Linked DNA regions of Mus musculus: region 1 is linked to region 2. The links are chromatin contacts, called in public Hi-C maps. All regions are on one chromosome and are shown on one strand. Each heading gives the region's core, a stretch centred on a gene start, on an enhancer-like site or on the middle of the called end of the contact. The rest is flanking DNA. Distances are from core to core; before and after follow the strand shown. Region 1 has its middle 9.1 kb from the start of Gm40913. Region 2 overlaps Fars2 (phenylalanine-tRNA synthetase 2 (mitochondrial)).

Evidence for each region. A called contact is a pair of places that touch in the nucleus more often than the background predicts.
Region 1: a contact with region 2 is called in a Hi-C map of bone marrow-derived macrophages, with 8 read pairs. The contact joins two enhancer-like sites. A contact is called at or near these places in 1 of 15 datasets of contacts at CTCF or cohesin (the NIH/3T3 cell line), 1 of 484 Hi-C or Micro-C datasets (bone marrow-derived macrophages), 1 of 115 datasets of contacts at active chromatin or transcription factors (embryonic stem cells) and 1 of 9 other capture datasets (embryonic stem cells).

The regions. Positions count from the first base shown.
Region 1 is chr13:37,321,397-37,327,770 of GRCm38.p6, reverse strand. No RefSeq gene overlaps it. Among named protein-coding and RNA genes, the nearest start is that of Gm40913, 9.1 kb to the left of the region's middle. Within about 2 kb of position 4,825, at least 9 of the 459 cell types and tissues checked have an H3K27ac peak or open chromatin away from gene starts, as enhancers often do. A contact at or near this core is called in bone marrow-derived macrophages, where this site is marked.
Region 2 is chr13:36,197,789-36,203,453 of GRCm38.p6, reverse strand. The region is part of intron 1 of Fars2 (phenylalanine-tRNA synthetase 2 (mitochondrial)); the gene reads right to left. Among named protein-coding and RNA genes, the nearest start is that of Gm40912, 7.1 kb to the left of the region's middle. Within about 2 kb of position 2,768, at least 25 of the 459 cell types and tissues checked have an H3K27ac peak or open chromatin away from gene starts, as enhancers often do. A contact at or near this core is called in bone marrow-derived macrophages, where this site is marked.

The DNA of each region.
Region 1 (6,374 bases), core at 3,576-6,075, 1.1 Mb before region 2:
ATTTTTATTTCATGTGGATCCATGGCCTTCTTCTATAGATAAATGAGAATAAATATTACTTTTTCATAGTTGCAGTGGCTTGTGACTTACCTTTTTGCAGCGTTTAAGCAACTTGCTCATGTATAGCAACATGACCAAAATTAAGTTCTATATACCCCTGCAATACGTATTTCCATTCCATAAGAAAAATGGATAGCTAGAGCCTTGGTTTCTTCTGTCCACCTCTGTGTGTTAACCATGGAGCAAGTACTGGCTCCTGCTGCCTGAAGTTCAATCCTTGAATTGGGAAGCCTGTTTACTGAAACAACTGTTTCACAAACCTGTATTTGCAGAAATAATCTCTGTCTCTCTACCTCTCTGTGCACAAACACCACAGTGTGCTTGAAATAAACACCACAGGTAGGGAAAACAGTGCTGATAACACTACTCGCTCGATAACGCCAAGATGAGAGCCAAATTATTCCACCTACTTAAGTCATTTTTATCCAGCTCATGGAAGGAGGATAATTTAATTTCAGGAGATTGGAAGCATTGATTGAGCTGTGAGTCCCTGAGGCATTTATTAGACAAATGAGACCAATGGAAAAGAAATGTATTTTTCATCTTTAATTTCCATAAAAGATTTATAGCCGAGCTTGGAAGAACTGAGTTTTAAAATGTCACATTTCTACTAAAAGTTGACGCCCACAGAACATTCCATGCAAAGACACAAGTGAGGAACTGACCAAAAGTGGTTTGGGGTTTGAGCTGTATGGATGGCTCAGACCTGCATTCTTTATTGTGAAGCCAAAGGTGCAGAGATGAGGGGCAGCCAAGCCATTTCCCCCCCGCCGCCAATTCAGCCCGCTCAGAGCTTGCAATCTTGCTTAGAGTCATCAGCTTAGAGCCATCAGCGCGGAGTGCAACTGCAGCATGTGTTTTTCTCCGTCAAGATGAAAGAACTTAAAAAATTAAATTCAGTTTTAACAAACGTTTCAATTTGGGATTAGAGGAGATGAGAATAGAAGAGAATTTGTCTCAGTGTGTCAAGCTTTTCCTAGTGTTTAGTAACAAGGAACACACCCAGATTTCCCCTTACTTCCTCCCTAGACCCCGCCAACACTGTTTCTTCCACCCAGATGCCCCAATCCCATGCTCACTCATTTTCCAAAGGCAGATGCATCCTCTCTGAGACTGGGAAATCAGCGAGGCCAGGGAAGAGAAGTTTCCCCTGAGCTGTGCATGCCTAGGGCAGCCGGGGAGGAGACCGCTCATGTCCTCACTCCTCCAGCCCAGTATGGTCGTCCTCCTCACTGCTGCCCGAAGCTGAAAAGGGAGAGAATTCTTGAACTGTGAAGCCACTTAGCTGTGGCTTTCAGTAAGCGTGCCCACCTCCAAGGATCTCAAACGTCCTATGGGTCCATTCACAAGAGCTGAGAAGATGGCAATGAAGATGTGGATTTTCAGAGCAGAAAGAATGAACTTCAACGCTAAGTCACGCCTTTTAGAGGCTGTAACTGGTCCCAGTGGCCCCGTTTCCTTGTTTGGAAATGGCAAATAGTACAGATCTAGTTATAAAAATTCCTAATTCTATAAACATGACATTATGTCTGTCTTATGCTGTTAAAAATATCACCCACTATTTTCTTTTAAATCTATTATTGTAACCCACGGATCAATGGCTTTTTGGCCATCGGATCATTTTTAATTCTTTTCTCTGTTCAACCGTCTTTGGTTCAAGTATAGGTACAACGGCTTATGCCACTAATATGTGACAACGCTTCAGACCCACAGGCTTTCATGGTGACTCTAGGCTCTTTGAGGGCTTCCCTTTGTCGGCCGATGGGAAGAGTGTGACAGATGGGTGACTCCCAGCATCTTGGGACGTCTCTTTCCTCATACGGAGGACATTTTATCCAGATGAAATGATGTAGAATCATTTTCTCTTTCTTTTCTTGTGAACCAGAGACACAAATTCAGCCCAGATAAGGGAGGCAGCTGAGGGAGTCTCACCGCTCCCGGAAGTTGGACTAGAGAGTTCTGTTCTGACTAACAGATCTATCACACAGGGGAGCAGAGAGGAGCCCTAACAATGATGGGCCACCAGGGGGAGCTCCTTGTCAACAGGGGTTAGAAGCAGTTACCATGAGGCCAGAATAGGAATCTCCCAGTATGGCTCACAGAGAGAAGACAAAAAACCCAGCCACTGTTGTGGATGCCAACAAGTGCTTGCTGACAGGAGCCTGATAGAGCTCTCTCCTGAGAGGCTCTGCCAGTGCCTGACAAATACAGAAGTGGATGCTCACTGCCACCCATTGGACTGAGTGAGCATAGGGTCCCCAATGAAAGAGCTAGAGAAAGGCCTAAGGAGCTGAAGGGGTTTGCAGCCCCATAGGAGGAACAACAATATGAACTAACCAGTACCCCCAGAGCTCCCAGGGACTAAGCCACCAACCAAAGAGCACACATGGTGAGACTCATGGCTCCAGCTGCATATGCAGCAGAGGATGGCTCAGTCAGACATCAATCAGAGGAAAGGCCCTTTGTCCTCTGAAGGCTCTTTGCCCCAGTGTGGGGGAATGCCAGGGCCAGGAAGCAGAGTGGGTGGGTTGGTGAGCAGAGGGGTGGGGGAGGGGATGGGGGAGGGTGTTTTTTGGAGGGGAAACCAGGAAAGGGGATAACATTTGAAATGTAAATAAAGAAAATATCCAATAAAAAAAAAGAACGGAGGGGGAAAGTTTTTATGTGTGTATGGTTAAAAAGTTCTCCAAATATACTGAATCATGGATCCCAAATAAAGAGAAAGCCTCAAGCAGTAAACTCCAAAAGAAATTTATGCCACACTATGTTTGGAATTTTAATATTTATTATCATATATTAATAATATTTTCTAATGGGCTTCATTACGTCACTTTTATTCATGTACACAATGTATTTTGATCGATTCACCCTCTCTAGTACCCTCCCTTAGAACTTTGAAAACTAAAGACAAAGAGAGAGAACTCCCCAAAACCACCAGACATGCTCATACTGCCCAATAGGGCCTACAGTTTTAATAACATCTTGATAAAAATCAGAATGTATTCATAGAAATAAATTATTATACAATTTTGATAGAGAAGCAGTCCCTTGGATAGGTAAAAACGACCTCAACAAATAAGAATAAAGAGAGCTGTCTCGTAGTTGGTCGCAGCACATAGCATGGTAATCAAGCCCAGGAGGTATTGGTGGAAGGGCATGCCTACAGAAGAAAGGAACTGAGTGAGGAGATGGAGCCATGCTAACCTGTCTGAGAGTCTTTTGACATGCAACTCAATGAACGAAAGGTTTACAATGGTGTTAGGGAATCAATGGTGTTAGGAACATCTTTCAGTAAAATAGTAAGATATAGCCTAAAATTATTACAAAATGTTAAACTTCTGTAGAAAGTTTGATGAAATCATTGGAGCCTAGGGCTAGACAAACAATTGTTAGAATTGTTAACACAAGCACAATGCAACAGAGAAATACTGGCACATCGCCCATCATCAAAACCAAATCTTTGGCTCCTGAAAGTCTGTACGGGGAAGATAGGAGTATCAGAAATATTTGTAAGCCACATATCTAAAGATGAGTTGGTATCCAAACTGTGCAAAGAACTCTCAAATCCTATTAGAAACTTAGTACAAGACCTGAAGAACAAGTCCACCACGGGGAACCCAGAGCTAAGGAGGTAGCATAGGCTGAGTGCCACCAGCCATTAGCTCCAAAAGTATTAGCTCATGGTGGGCTGTTTAATAGTCAGTCCTAAAATTATCCCAGATGTACTCCGGCAGGTGGATGGTGAAGCATTCTGGGGTAGTACACAGATACTGCAACACTAGTGGGAAACCCAGAAAAGTGCACCAGCAATGCTTGCAGAGTCTTGCAGGAAGATGAATGATTCTACAAAGAAACATTCTCATGGAAAACAACAACAGCAGAACCAGTCACAAGAAGTGGCAGGACATTTATACGATGTCTGTATATATAGCATTTATACGATGTCTATATATATAACATTTATACGATGTCTATCTACAACACTGGCACATTCGTTTATATAGTGTGGCATAATTTCAGGAGTGAAGTAGGGTGGTGGCCACTCTTGGCTTGGGCTAGGGAGGGGTGAGGGAAGGGGTGTACTTAGCAAGGGAACAGAGAGAGGCTATAATGTGTGTGTGTGTGTGTGTGTGTGTAGAGGGATGTTCAGTATTTTAACTGATAAGGTGGAGACAGGGATACCTTGATTGATAAAATATGTGGAAGTCATTCCTTACATATCACACACCCAGAGAACAGTATCTAAAACTAAACAAATCTAAATAAGATGAAGAGATTGTGTGTGGGTTATCACATTATACTATAACTATGAAAAATGCAGCCTTGGGGAAATTAGATAAAATATACTTAAAAGTTCTTAGCTAGTAATTAATCATTGATAAATTAATTATTAGTTAGGAACAATAACCTCTATCGATCATTGCTTATCAGCGCATCTGATTCTCAATTATCTTAGATGGTTTTAATTTTGAAAATAAAACTCCTACCCACCCAGTCTCCAAATTGCTGTGTTTGGGGTCTTCGACAAGATTACAGTTTCTGCAAGGGCAGAATGCCCTGCCTCTCCCCTTTGTCACATCTGAGAGCCATTCTGACAGCTTTCTTGAGATGGTTTTCCCAAGAGAACTTAGGGGATTGCCAGGCCACAGACCTCTGCTGGTCAATATTAAATTGTTCTTTCCAGAAGGCATGGGGTGGGGTGGGGGGAGGGGAGTTCCTCTTTACTTGGCTACATTGTCATTTGATCTCCAGATTTTTGTGGAAGTACAAAGCAGCAATTTAGCAAACTGTGGAATATACCAGAAACCACAAGGGAGGGCAGTCCTTCTGCAGCTCTGCAGGTGTCAGCCTCCTGTGACAACCAGGATGCTACTGGTAGATTCCTATAAGGGAGTGCCAGTATTCATTGAGGGTGTGGGTAGGTATACCAGGCTCTACTGGGAGGTCACAGATCCGAAAGGTTATGGGCAGCACAAATTGTGCTACGCACACACACACACACACACACATGAATCTAAAAGTTGGGTGAGTACGGAAAGAGGGATCTGGGAGGAGTTGGGGGTGAGGAGAATATGATCAGATTACATTGTATGAAATTCTCCAAGAGGTAATAAAAATGAGAAAGAAATGAAATTTACAGACACTGTTGGAGAATCGGGTAAGACATAACTTAGAAACCCTTTTGACAGAGGCTCTGCTTTACTCCAGAGTTCAATGGTGACACAGGTTGAAGCAGTCAGTTAGTCAGGGGGTAGGGCCTCCTTGACTGAGTTTGTCTTTTGCACCTGAATTTCGTGTGACCTGTGAAATCAGTTGGTTGGGCACACAGAGGTCCTGAGGTCCTGAAAAAACTTCTCTTGTGAAGGAACGAAATGGAACTCAGGGCGCACGGAGTGTGCAGCAGTTTGGCTGGAACCGATGCTTCCTCCGGTTGCTCTCAGCAATCCCAGTTGACTTTGGAGATGAGTAGCTACTGAGCACAATGAAGTTCTTGAGCAATGGAGACAGGTGGAGTTTACAGTTGCTGGCAATCTTGATCTGGGAAAGACCTAAGAACAGATGGAGTTGGGTGGAGGAGTTTGCTTTCGTCCAAAGGGAAAATAAAGGATTCTAATACATAAAGAAATGTTTTTCTGTTCTGGAAAACAATCAGGGTTCTCAGTATCTTTTTGGTACATCCAGTGACAGCCATCCCAGGATACTATTTTGGCTCTAGGAAACCAGACGGGCCTGGTGAAGGGCTGAGAGGTGGTGGTGGTAAAAGGGACTCAGACTTTCCCCAGGAAGTGTTAGGAGGGATCTAGTAAAGGGGGCCCTGGAGCTGCTGCTTTCTTAACAGTTCTCCGAGTAGCTGGCTGCATCTGGCGCTGTGAATGTGGGCTAGAGTTTGGTGTCAATATGCTGCATGAATCATAATTAGCATACTGTGCGCTGGAAGCTGCGACCAAGCAGTTCACGAACTTGTGCGCAAAAGTCTCTGAGACTACATTCTGGAAGGAAAGCAGTCATTTGGAACCATGTTCTAAGTGCAAGGATTCCGGGGAAGCCCTTTTTCAAAATGTGTCAGCCACGGTCCCTGTCATCAGAAGTTTACCCGTAGCTGAGAAGATACACCACACACAACATCTGCGCTAACTAAAGAGACAAGGAGGTAGAAAACCTACTCATTGCCTTGTAGCCAATGGACACTGCAGGAGACATGAGGGTCCTCTATCCTCTTCTAGAATGGCCAAAGAGAAACACGGTCTGCAATACAGAAGAATGGAATGATGAAATTGAGAAGAAGGCCTCAAATTGAGATGTCCAGATGGGCA
Region 2 (5,665 bases), core at 1,519-4,018:
TGGCCCTGGCGTTCCCCTGTACTGGGGCATACAAAGTTTGCGTGTCCAATGGAGGATCTTAGGCGATGGCTCAGTTGATAAAGTACCTGCCAGGTAGACCTGAGAGCCCAAGTTCAGATCCCCAGTGCCTACGGAGCAGAGGTGGGGACACCCATCCACAAGCATCTGTAACAGCAGTGCTGAGTCAGAGGCTCATGGGTGACTCAGCATAGCTGATGAGGTACAGTCAGAGGCTCATGGGTGACTCAGCATAGCTGAACTGATGAGTCACAGTTCACTGAAAGACCCTGACCCCGTCTTAAACAACAAGGTGGAGAGTGTGTGTGAGAGGCCTGGTCTCAAAAACAAGGTCAAAGTGTCTGAGGACGGCTTCCAGTGTGGACCTCTGGTTTCCACATATATCCACACATTTGTACACACGTAGCCAAATGTATATGTGCATACAACAACATATACACATACATACAGATCTTCTGAATATAATTAAATACAATTACTACATTAGATGGTAGAGAATTTCATTCAGAGATTTTAAAAAATGAAAAGAAACTTAATAAAACTTTATACTAAGTAACAGACTATGCAAAGGGAGGGTGGAAATTATATTTGTGCATGTAGTAAGTCTTCTCTGCTCTTATTGGTCATGACATTTAATATAAAACCCTTTGCATCACTCTATATCAGTGATTGTTTTTCATCATTAAAGACAAATTTTCTACAGCGACACATGCACACAGTAAGCCCACCACAGGACAGAATTTACTGGAAAAGGAAGAGAAGGCTGACAGAAAGCAGAAGTCTGACCTGGGGTGGGGGTGGGACAAAGAAGAGAAAGAAAAATGCATATAACTTATTAAGACAGTCGGTTAAGAGCCACCTCAGCAGTCTCATGGGATAGGCCATTGACCACTCAGGTAAACTGATAAATATCCAGGAATAGATGCCCAAACTCTGTGCCTGTTAGTAGAACGTCTGTGATTTACTAACACTGTTTATTCCTTACTTCACAAAAGGAGTTTTTAATTCCCTCAGGGACCATAGTAACAAAGAAGATCAAAGTTGAAAATTCAGAAATAATTCAAGTTCTTAAACTTAAGCCACTCAAATCTTTAGAATTTAGAATGTTTGTTCTGAGATACTTTCAAATATACTACTCGGTTGCTTTCTTCAGGACTCATCCATTCCACCACGAGTCCATAACTCCATGGTTCACCATCCGCCTCTGGCTTTTTTAATACATAAAGCGTCCTAAAACACAGCAAAGGGCATTCTTCAGGGTGACTTCTCCAATAAACAACACATCTCCCAAGAAATGAATAACCTGAATGATCTGACCCTTACGAAAACTGTTTGGAGTCTTGACTTCCATTTAATTCTCTGCTAAGTATTTTTTATTGTTGTTATTTTGGTTTGGTTTTCTTTGCAGTGTCAGCATAATCTCCTTACTTCAAAATATATGTAGAATCTACAGAACAGAAAGCAGCAAGAATATAAATATATGTATTAAGTATTGACTTTAATCCAAAGGACAAAGGAGGTCATTGAAAGAAAGGTGAAAAAATGGGTAGTTGGCAACTTTATGGAAGTATTCATGTGGTTTAATCCATAAGCCTTTCTCTTAGACACCTACTCATAAAACAAAAAGATGAAAGAACATACACCTCACAGAGAAGGAATTAATCTAGACCCTGTTCATAAGATACTTCATTCACTGAACAATGTGTAGAACTGAGCTGAAGCAAAATCGACCCAGAGATTCCAAGAAATAAGTAACACAAAAAGTAACCATGCTGGTCACTGAGACTGAGAACTCAAAATAAATAGAAATTTTGTTTGTTCAGATGATTTTCTATATGCTGGTAAGATGCAGAGGGACTGCACATGAGCAAATTATGACTGAGCTACCTCTGCTGTAATTTCCACCAAACAGAAAGAGATGCTGTTCAAAAGTAAGGTGAAAGATTAGATCTATAAATGCAGACCTTGGCGCTGGCACGATGTCACAGTGGGTAAAGGCACCAAAGTCAAGCTGGATGACGAGCTCCATCCCTAGGATCCACATGATGAAAAGAGAGAAAAACCTCCCAATACTGCCCTCTGATTTTTACATAGGCATCACAGAACAAACATGACATCACAAGACATGCACCCGCAAATACACTAAAATAAATCCATGTAAAGAGGAGGTCTTGGGGGTGCTGGAGAGAGAGCTCGGCAGCTAAGAATATTTGCTGCTTTTCCAGAAAACCAGAGTTCAATTCCCACCACCTATGCCAGGCTGCTTGTAACTGTAACCCAGCTACAGGGAATCGGATAAAATAAATCCCCACTTTTTAAAAAATGCAAAACTTGGACACTGCTGGTAAAAAAAGCAAATCATGTAAAGACCTAGAAAACTCTGTGCACAAAACAATCAAAACTGATTCTTGGAGGGAGAAATGCCAGCTCTGCATTCCAGTCACTTAAGAGGCTAAGGCAGGAGCATGTCAAGTTATAAAGGCTCCTGAGGATATAAAGCAAGACTCTCATAAAGCACAAAAGCCTTGATTCCTAAGACCATATCTTAATATATAAACTAGCTTCTACAACACCGTATGGATTGAAGTCTTCAGATTAATAGAAAAAAATAATATTCGGTGTAAAAGAAGTCATTCAGTCCAAAGCTCAGACTCTATATATATTAGGACATGCAAACCAGTATACTAAGATATTCTGAGCAGATGACGGTGGCGTTTTGAATCAGAATGGCCCCTGTGAGCTCATATATTTAAAAGCTTAGTCACAAGGAAATGGAACTGCTTGAAAGGATAAGAAGGGTTAGGAGTGGTGGCCTTGCTAGAGGAAGTGTGGCACTAAGATTGGGCTTTGAGGTTTCAAAAAGCCCATACCAAACCCAGTGCTTCTCTCCGTCACAGTCCATGGATGCAGATACAGCTCTCAGCTACTGCTCCAGGACCTGCCTGCCACCATGTTCCCTGCCTTGATGATAATAAATTAACCTAAAAAACTGTAACCAAGTCCCAATTAAATGCTTTCTTTTATAAGTGTTGCCTTGAACATGGTGTCTCTTCATAGCACTAGAACAGTGACTAAGACAGTGACTGATCCCAGTGACCTGATTCCCATGTAAAACACTATTCTAGTATTCCATGCGACTACAGTCTCCTTCTTCTGACTCCAATGCTCACTAGAAAAATAATCTTAGTCTTTTCACCTCTAGTCAACAGGGTCCTATTAGGACACTGTTAGAATTAATAAGTTAATAGATGACCCTACAGTACCTGAACCACAGAAAACTCTTTTTTTTTTTTTTTGTTTTTGTTTTTGTTTTTTCGAGACAAGGTTTTTCTGTATAGTCCTGGCTGTCCTGGAACTCACTCTGTAGACCAGGCTGGCCTCCAACTCAGAAATCCGCCTGCTTCTGGCTCCCGAGTGCTGGGATTAAAGAAGTGTGCCACCACGCCCGGCTCAAAATCTATGGAGTTTTTGTTTGTTTGGTTTGGTTTGTTTGTTTGTTTGTTTGTTTGTTTGTTTGTTTGAAACAGGGCCTGATGCTGCACAAGCTGACTTCAGACTCATAGACTAGCTAAGGGTGGCCTTGAACCCATCCTGCTGCTGCCTTCAGGGTTTCTCTGTGTAGCCCTGGCTGTCCTGAAACTCACTCTGTAGACCAGGCTGGCCTCAAACTCAGAAATCCGCCTGCCTCTGCCTCCCAAGTGCTGGGATTAAAGGCTTGTGCCACCACTGCCCGGCACAGAAAATTCTTAACAAATGGCAGCTACAACTGATAATAGTTAACTTATCCAAGTACACTGGACATCAACTTACTGAATCACCTCATCCAACAAAGACTAAGACAGCAAGGTCAACAGGATGCCAAGCCTCGACAAAGGGATGCTAACTGCTTCTTCCACTCTGAACTGAGAAGGTCTTACAACTTTAAGACATATCAGGGTCATAAGCACACCTGGGGAATTTCCATTTTTAGAAGGGTGAGGTAGGGGGATTGCCATGAGTTCAAGGCAAGGCCTTCCTGGCCTATACAGACACACTGTCACAAAACCACAGGAGGCAGAAGAACATAAAATTTGACTTTTATAGCCACTTCATCTCAATTTTGAAGGTTTTTATAGGATGTTGGCCACAATAATAATACTAGAAACTTTCTTTATTCTCTCAAATCTAGCATAGTGACTAAACTATAAAATATTAATTAGTGTAAAGTTTATCAGAGACTTATTATTTAGATTTTACTTATTTTTAATTTTATATGTGCACATACATGTGAGCATAAATGCAGGCAGCAAGGGTAGAGAGAAGAGAGTGTCAGATCTCCTAAAGTTGGGAGATAAAGTTGTGAACTACCCAATGTGTGTGCTAGGAATTGAACTTGGGTTCTCACTAAGAATTGTGCATGCCCTAAACAGCTGGGCCTTCCTCTAGCTCTAATGTTAACTTTATAATGGTTTCTACCATCCTCTCTCTGCTCCCCTCATTCTTTTGGAAAATCTAAGCACTTACTTGATGCACTCTTGTGGAAAATCTAAACACTTACCAGAACAATGGTTTCTCTGAACTACAACTGCCTTGCGGAAAAGGGTCAATTCTGAGCAACCATAACTTCCAAGGTCAGCACTATGCAAAAGCCATCAGATATATACCATAACCACAGATGTAGCATATAGTCTATATGATAAAAATATAAAATTTGACCGCTTCAAAACACATAGATTTTACTCTACTAGTTTCCATTTTTACTCAAAAAAGATCACATCATGAGAGTATGTTTTGCATCCTGCTGACAAGGATGAATAACAAAAAATTTCAAGGCAGGCAGTTTCCTCTATTACCTGTGAGAGAGTTATTGGCATGAGCTTTTTAGAAAGCAACTCAGCACTATCGTGAAACTTAATACTGTTCACATGCTCTGGCACAGCAATGGAAACTATCAAAAGGAAAACCAAAATGAAAGCAAGAGTTAAGTATGCAGTTATTTAATGATACTTATATTAGAAAAAAGTAAAAAACAAGATGACTACCCCAAAAAATGATTAAGCAAATTATAGAATAACCACACAATATAACATTATGTCATTAAATATAATTTTGGAAAGAATCCTAAAGACACAACAATATACAAATGATAATTAGGACATATAATAGTATATATAAAACCTTACCTATACAAATACATGTTTACACATGCACGCTAGACATAAAGCCATAGGAAGAACTATGTGAAAAGTTTAATGGCAGTGATCACTGGCTCTTTAGTGTATTTAATACTTCTATTAAAATTTTCTAAATACAGTTCTATTATACTTTAAAGTTTAATTTGAAAACATAGAACTATTAAAAATAAACCTTTGAAACTGCCCAGTTATGTGCTAAACATTGTATGGCCTGTGTTAAACAACAGTGTCAGTGCAAAAACGCAAGATCGCTGTATGTGAGGCCCACCTCCCACACCAAAAGCAGGATGACTGCAAGGGAAACTTTGTAACTGTCTAATTTCCTCTGTCCAGCCATAAAATCAGCTATCATAAACAGTTACTCAGTGCCCCTTCCTGAGAAGTAAATTTCAGGAAACTGGTCCAAGTGTAAACACATTTTTCAATTATACTCATGAAAGAGATCTTTAATATGTGTGAAACCTCAATTGCTA